2 separate regions of the Mus musculus genome follow, and region 2 is linked to region 1. A link is a contact called in public HiChIP or PLAC-seq data. All regions are on one chromosome and are shown on one strand. The core of a region is the stretch at or near the end of the contact, and the rest is flanking DNA. Distances in the headings are between cores, read along the strand shown.

The links. HiChIP or PLAC-seq counts read pairs in DNA pulled down with a chosen protein or histone mark.
Region 2: a CTCF HiChIP or PLAC-seq map of CD8 T cells shows a contact between it and region 1, with 15 read pairs. The contact joins two enhancer-like sites. A contact is called at or near these places in 2 of 15 datasets of contacts at CTCF or cohesin (CD8 T cells and the NIH/3T3 cell line), 71 of 484 Hi-C or Micro-C datasets (the AtT-20 cell line, B cells, the Ba/F3 cell line and 49 more), 16 of 115 datasets of contacts at active chromatin or transcription factors (CD8 T cells, the HPC-7 cell line, a colorectal cancer cell line and 10 more) and 2 of 9 other capture datasets (bone marrow-derived macrophages and embryonic stem cells).

The regions. Positions count from the first base shown.
Region 1 is chr17:35,757,354-35,761,064 of GRCm38.p6, reverse strand. No RefSeq gene overlaps it. Among named protein-coding and RNA genes, the nearest start is that of 4833427F10Rik, 13 kb to the left of the region's middle. Within about 2 kb of position 2,049, at least 40 of the 459 cell types and tissues checked have an H3K27ac peak or open chromatin away from gene starts, as enhancers often do. A contact at or near this core is called in the C2C12 cell line, CD8 T cells, the G1E-ER4 cell line and 5 more, where this site is marked.
Region 2 is chr17:35,811,763-35,815,367 of GRCm38.p6, reverse strand. No RefSeq gene overlaps it. Among named protein-coding and RNA genes, the nearest start is that of Ier3, 8.1 kb to the left of the region's middle. Within about 2 kb of position 2,002, at least 276 of the 459 cell types and tissues checked have an H3K27ac peak or open chromatin away from gene starts, as enhancers often do. A contact at or near this core is called in the C2C12 cell line, CD8 T cells, the G1E-ER4 cell line and 5 more, where this site is marked.

The sequences.
Region 1 (3,711 bases), core at 800-3,299:
TGTCTGCTGTATTTATCTCACTGTGTTTATGGAATACTTCTAGGTTTTTGTTTTTATATGGGGGGGGGATCCTAGGATTGATACGGTGATGCACCTGGAACTTATTTCAACTTGTGTATGAGAGGCAAGGGCTTTACCCTGACCTGTACCCCTTGAACGTTACAAGATCTTGTTTCTAAAATGTTATGTGTAAGGAGGCTGGAAAGATGGTTCAGCGATTAGGAACACGCATTATTCTTGCAGGGAACTCATGTTTGGTTCCTTTCTATGCTAGGTGACTCATAACTTCCTGTACCCCCAACTCGAGGGAATATCTAGCCTCCTCCGGCACCTCCACATACATACACACACACACATACATACATACATACATACATACATACATACATACAAACATACATATATACATACACACATACACAATGAAAAAAATGATGATGTTTTTGAGGGTTTCTCTGTGTCGCTCAGGCAGAGCTGGAACTCATTATCTAGACCAGGCTGGCCTTGAACTCACAGAGATCCACCTGCCTCTGCCTCCAGAGTGCTGGGATTAAAGACAGGCACTGACTAGTCAGACGGTGAGATGACTTTGTCAGGTAAAGGCTTCTGCCCCCACGTACGAGATCCTGAGTGCCGTGTCTGGACCTCACACAGTGGAAGGAGAGAACTGATTGTTGTAACCATCCTTTTCCTTTGGAAATCATTCCCCCCCCCCCCAAATAAATAATAAAATTTTATGTAGTCAGCTTTATCAGGGTCACAGTTATAGCTTAGTGGCAGATGGCTTGCCTCACACGTGAGGCCCTTGGTTCAATTCCTAGTACAACAAAACAAGCCAGCAAAGAAAACCAGTGTCTCAGCGTTCCCCCTCAAGGCTGACTTTCAACTATGGCTGTGAAAAATCTCCTTTCCAGGTTGTGTGGAAATCCACTTCTTACCAAGAAACAGCCCTTTTGTGTATTACAATAAGCTAATTAAACATTATCTTTTTCCATCAGAGCCCCGACCAAGTTTGATTTGTGCCTCTCCCCACCCACCCCCCTACCCCCGCTGTCGCTTCAGTTTTCCTGGACAAGATCTTCTTGTCCCGGCTGGGCTAAAACTGGACATGGGTCAAAATCAACACGAGTCTGATTCCCTGCACTGGGTTCCACGTTGCTGTCTGTCTGTCTTCCTTGGACCCTTTGTGCTTTCAGCTTAGTGTTTTTCCAGCAGTCCAAAGGCCTTCTGGGCATGAGGAAGACACTGAAGACCCATGCAGGGAGTGACTCTAGCTGGGGCAGACACTGAAGCCCAGGAATCTCTCCTCTGTTTGTAGATGGGTGAGTTGGGGGATTTCTAGGAGAAGGATGCTTAAAGTCCCTTTCTCTCTTCCTCCCCTCACCTCTTTCTTCCCGCACTCCCCCCCCCCCCCCAGAGTTCTCAAGCTGGTCTCAAACTTGGTATGTAGCTGAGGTGACCTTTAACTCCTGATTATTTTTTTGCCTCTACTCTTGGATGCTGGGATTATAGGCATGAACCATCACCCCTGTTTTATGCGATTGAACCCAGAGACTTGTGCATACGAGATGAGCCATGTACACTACTCAGGCCAAGTGTTACAAAAAGGACATCAAAACCAGGCATAGTGAGGTTTACTTCTCAGCCTAGGGAGGTAGAGGCAGGGGAATCAGCAGTTCAAGGTCTTTCTCAGGTACATAGTAAGTTTAAAGCTAGACTGCAATATAAGGGCTCGTCTCAAAAAAACCAACTAACCACCAAATGGTAAATCATCTATTCTTGTCTATTGACCAGCTAGGGTTATTTCCAGAAAGGAATAGAAGTGCAGAGATAATGCCACATAATTGGTAAGTTGTGTTGGGGTCTGTAGGACATGAAATTCCAGGCCACGTTGGAACTCTTACAGAGTCCCAATCTTCTGACCTCTGACCTCACTCGGATGATTCTGTTGATGGGCTCAGCTCAGACGTGGGCACTAAGGTTGGTTCTGACTCATCGGTGACCACCCTGGGCTGTAGGGGCCCACAGCCAGGGAGGGGCTGTTACTGGATATCTTTATTCTGTTGCCAGCGCAGTGCCTGGAACACAGTGACATTTTGCACATATCTGTTGGGTGACTGAACAGAAGAGCGGGGGAGGATTGTGGGTTAAAGATAAAGGCTGTAGAGCAGAGGTTTGAATGAAGGCTGTGATGTGTGATTAAACCATGAGCTCTGAAGGTGCTTGCCAGGTGGCGGGGAGGCACCTTGGCTACTGATTGTACAGAAACGGAGGTTGAGGGGCATCTGAAGAAATGGTTCAGCGATTTAGCATCACAACCTTGGTAAAATACCCAGACTGTATTGACTTATGCTGCTCGGGACACTGGATACTCTTCTAGTATCATTGCTGTAGAAAAACACCCACACTTGCAAAAAGAATCTTAGGGGAGAAAGGGTTTATTTTAAACATTTCAGGATACTACTCATCATTGTGAGGAAGTCAAGGCAGGGACTTCAACACATCATATCACGTCTACAGTCAATAGTAGAGATACAAATATGCATGCATGCTAATGTGTAGTCACATTGTATTTACAGTCAATATTAAAGAAACATAAATGTATCCATGCCAACATAGTTGCATGCTTGTGCTCAACTCTTTCCCTTCACTCCTGCGTAATACAGAAATCTCTGCCTAGGGAATGGTGTCACCCTAGGTGGGCTGGTTCTTCCCACATCACTTAAGTCCTCCAGTTGGCACTCCCTCACTGAGACTCTTCCCCCAGGTGATTCTAGGTCATGTCTGGTTGACAATTACAGCTAACCATCACAAGTTTGTATTTAGGGTAGGGTACCGTATATTCACTTTCTGCTTTTTATCTCTTATCAGATAGATTTCTGAACACTTAGTCTCACTAGCCTGGGCAGAGCTCAGCAGCTATATGTGTGAGTTTTCTTCCATCTTGTATATCTGATTGTTTCCATCCCATAGTCAAACCTCTGTCCATCATTCCAAACTAGAAACTGTAGACATGTAAAAGATTTTATTAGGGCTATTTTAAAAAAATATATTTGTTTTGTGTGACTTTTAAAAGTTACTTTAGCCAGGCAGTGGTGGTGTTTGCCTTTAATACTGTAATTTGGGAGGCAGAGATGGGAGGCCTTGGAGATCAAGGCCAGCCTGGTCTTCAGAGTGAGTTCCAGGACAGCCAGGGCTACACAGAAAACCCCTGTCTCAAAAAAACCAAAACAACTGGATTTATTTTTACTCAATGTGCATGGGTATTTTGCCTGTATGTATGTCTATGCACTATATTCATGCAATGCCCTTGGAAGCCAGAAGACTACATCAGATACCCTGGAATTGGAGCTACAGATGGATGTGAGCCACCATGTGCATGCTGGGAACTGAACTCAGGACCTCTCGAAGAACAGCCAGTGCTCCTAAGTACTGAGCCACCTCTCCAGCTCCTCATTATAGTTTTAAATTTGTGTGTGTGTACTCACACATGTGAGCATCTAATGCCCAGAAAAGGCATCAGATGCTCTGGAAATTAGTAACAATGATGGTGAACCTGATGTAGGTGCTTGGGTACCTAACATATATCCTTTAGAAGAGCGGCATGTGCTGAGCTATCTCTCCAGCCCCTATAAGGTGTAGGTCAGGAAATACAGATGCAGTTGGTACCTGACTAATGTCAGAAGTGGGCAATTCAAGAGGTGATAAATG
Region 2 (3,605 bases), core at 753-3,252, 54 kb before region 1:
GAAAAATAAAATAAAATAAACAGAACTGAGGAAGGAGGATAATGAACATGTCCCCCTTCAAAAAAAGAGCCAGAATAATTAATAATTAAATAAATAAATAAACAAATACTTAAGACACTTCCTGGCCTGCAGTCCATGTTACTTGGGTAGGAGCCATTACTATGAGTCTGTGGACAGGAGTTTCATTGAAGTAAAGATGGTCCCAGCAGGAGAGCAGGCCCCTAACAGTAAGATTACAGGAGCTGCAATCTGCAGTTTCTTTTCCATTTCCTTCCCGGGCTCTCTCAGGCAGCTTTTGCAGTTCTTTGTTCATCATGGAGAAAGGAGAGATTTCTGTGTTCCTACTTCCTCTTTGGCCAATGCAAGTGAATTTTACACACTCACCCTTGCTCTTGGCTGACACACGGTTTAGCTGGAACAAATCTAGCCAGAGGCCTCCATTGATAGGAGTAGAACACGGAGGTATGTCTTAGGCAGTTAATCAATGACCCCTGAAGTCGATTGTTTAGCTTCCACCAGCTTCTGGCAATTTTCCTATGACGCAAAAGCAGGGCAAATGTGCCTGGAGCAGCTGGACAAGCTGCAGCAGTAACAGGTCTACCTGCCCTGTAATGCAGCTCGGTCTGGCTCAGCCCAGCTTTGTCCAGCTGCACCAACGCAGGCTTCCTAGACTAGATTTCAGGAAGCAGAGAATAGGGCTTCTCTTTGGCTTCGGTTTCCTTCTTGCCAGATTGTAATTCTATGAAGGCTGACTTGTTCATCTTGTAGGACGCTGTTTCCAATTTTCCAAGGTCTAGAACTTTTTTCATTTTTCTTTCTTTCTTTTTTTTTTTTTTTTTTTTTTTTTTTTGGTTTTTTGAGACAGGGTTTTTCTGTGTATCTGTGTAGCCCTGGCTGTCCTGGAACTCACTTTGTAGTCCAGGCTGGCCTCGAACTCAGAAATCCGCCTGCCTCTGCCTCCCAAGTGTTAGGATTAAAGGCACTGCCTGTTTTTTGTTTGTTTGTTTGTTTGTTTGTTTTAGATAATGTCTCTGGCTGTTGAGATGGCTCTTGTGGCAAAGATGCCTGCCATCAAGCCTAAAGAGCCTAAAATACCTTAAGCTCTATGCCCAGGATCCACACAGCAGGAGGAGAAGGCCAACTCCCACAAGCTGTCCTCTGATTTCCATTCACAGACTGTGGCATGAATGCCTACACACACACACACACACACACACACACACACACACACACACAGAGACAGAGAGACAGAGAGTGAGACAGAGAGACCTCTGTCTCTAGAGAGAGAGGCAGACTCATGAAACTCACCATGGCCTTGAACTCTCTAAGTAGCTGAGAAGGACCTTGAACTGCTGGGATTAGTCGCAATTTACTGGGTACTAGACACTGAACACAGGGCCTCTGTGTGCTAGGCAAGCACTCTACCTTGATCATATGGGAGTCGGCCTGCAGCTCCAGTCATTACTTCAGTGTTAGCAACTGGAGGGTATGACTGAACCGAGGACTTCCTGTATGCTAGACGAGCACTCTACCAACTGAACCACTGCCCACCCCACCCTTTTTACACAAGATCAAATCGGGGGAAAGGTAGAGTGGGTAAAGGTGTCTCTTTGTCATGCCTTTTGTGGTACCCTGTATTTACCGATGACTGATCTATACAGTTGAAGGCCTTAGATTACAGGCCCTCCGTTGGACTTGCACTTCTGAAGCCCCATGATTCAGAAGCGGGTTTTTTTATAGGTCCCCGAAAGTCTGCTGTGCCTCCCTCCCCCTCGAGAGCAGTACCACAGGGCCTTTTCTTTAAAGGTTGGGAGGGAATGTCCCCTCCCAGAGAAGCCTCTCAGCTAGAATGCTCAAGTTGAGGGCTGGCCAGATGCCATTAGGGATCGCGTGTTAGGACTGGCTTGATCTGCTGCCAAGGGTGAGCCCTGCGGTGGTATTCTGGGAAGAGGAGATGCCATGTGACTCAGAACCAAGTTAGGGAAAAAACAACCTCACTCAGTCCCTGGCACTCTGCCTCCCCAGTATGGCTTTGACATGACCTCATGAAAGAGGAAGCTGGACCGGGCAGACTAGAGCTTTGCTTTCCCTTCAGGTTTTGTCTCCACTGTCTCATAGATTCCCTAGAGTGTCTGGGCCTTAAGCTGCCGTCATTCTGGCTCCTAAGTAGTTCTGGCCCACTGCAGACATTCCCCCCGCATCAGACAATCAAGGAGTTAGAAATCCCACTCAGCACCGAAGGGAATGTGAGATGACACGTGTTTCTTCTCACCACTGAGCTCCTTCCCTGAATGGCTCTCATTTGGAGTTGCTCCTGTCTGCTGGAGATCGAGGATAGATCAAGTGCTACTGCCCCCCAGAATGTAGGAGTGGTTGTATAGCTACATTCCCCAGTTCAGAAAGCAGGGACTCCCACATTCCTGGGCAGCTGAGCCACCTTTGGAGCTGCTGCATCTCAGCTGAGACCAACCTATCTAATGCATTTGGTATTCAGAACCAAGGACTTTCAGGAAATGAGGGCGGTGCTGGGTCACAAAGAACCTTCCAAAAGCCAGGTGCCCCTGGTGCTAAAGTCTGGCACTTGGGACTTTCACCGGCACGGCCTGGGTTCAGTTCTTGAACTGATGAGGTGAGGTGAGGATGAAGATGTGGCTTAGTGGCTGGAGGGCTTGCTGAGTATGCTTGAGGCCTGAGGTCTGATCCCTCACAGCGGAAAAATAGACACTGTGGTGCAAACCTATAATCTCAGCCCTCTGGATGTGGAAGAGGATAAGGAGCATTAAGGCATTGAGGTTTGCTCTTTTGTTTGTACTGTCATGCTAAACGCTGGCCCCAAGGCCTGGTTGACCCTCAGGAACGTGAGGATCTCCAAGTAGACCCAAGTGATGCTGTGACCTTGCCCCCCAAGTTATCCCTGATGGGTGAATAAAGATGCCTACAGCTATAACCGTGCAAAGTCAAAGTAGGCAGGGCCTGGGGTTCCCCGGGCTGACCAAGCCAGTTCAGTCAGTCAACATGGTCTTGAGGGAGTGAGTGAGGATTAAAGACCAAAAAGGCAACACTAGAACATGACTCCAGCCAGGGCTGAAGGTGAAGTGGGTTTATTCTTTTCCAGACTGCTTTTATATCATTCTAGGTACATACAAAGCATATGGTCAGTCCTAAGGCATAAACAAAGGAGCCAGGGAACAAACAAGGCAGAAGAATGCATTAGATCCTCTGGAGTTACGGATGGTTATGAGCTATCATGTGGGTGCCCGGCCCTCCGGTAGGGCAACAAGAGCTCTTAATTGCTGAGTCATCTTTCTAGCCCTGATTTATTATTTTTAAATGTTTTTTTTCTGTGTATGAATGTTTTGCCTATAGACATGTAAGTGTACCTTGCACACACACACACACACACACACACATACACACACACACACACACACACACACAAACACACACACACACAAATATAACCTCCTGGTGCCCATGGAGGCTAGAAGAGGCTGTTGGATCCTCTGGAACTTGAGTTACAGATGGCTGTGGACCACCATATGGGTTCTGGGAATTGAACTCAGAACCTCTGCAAGGGCAAGCGGTGCTCATAACTGCTGAGCCAT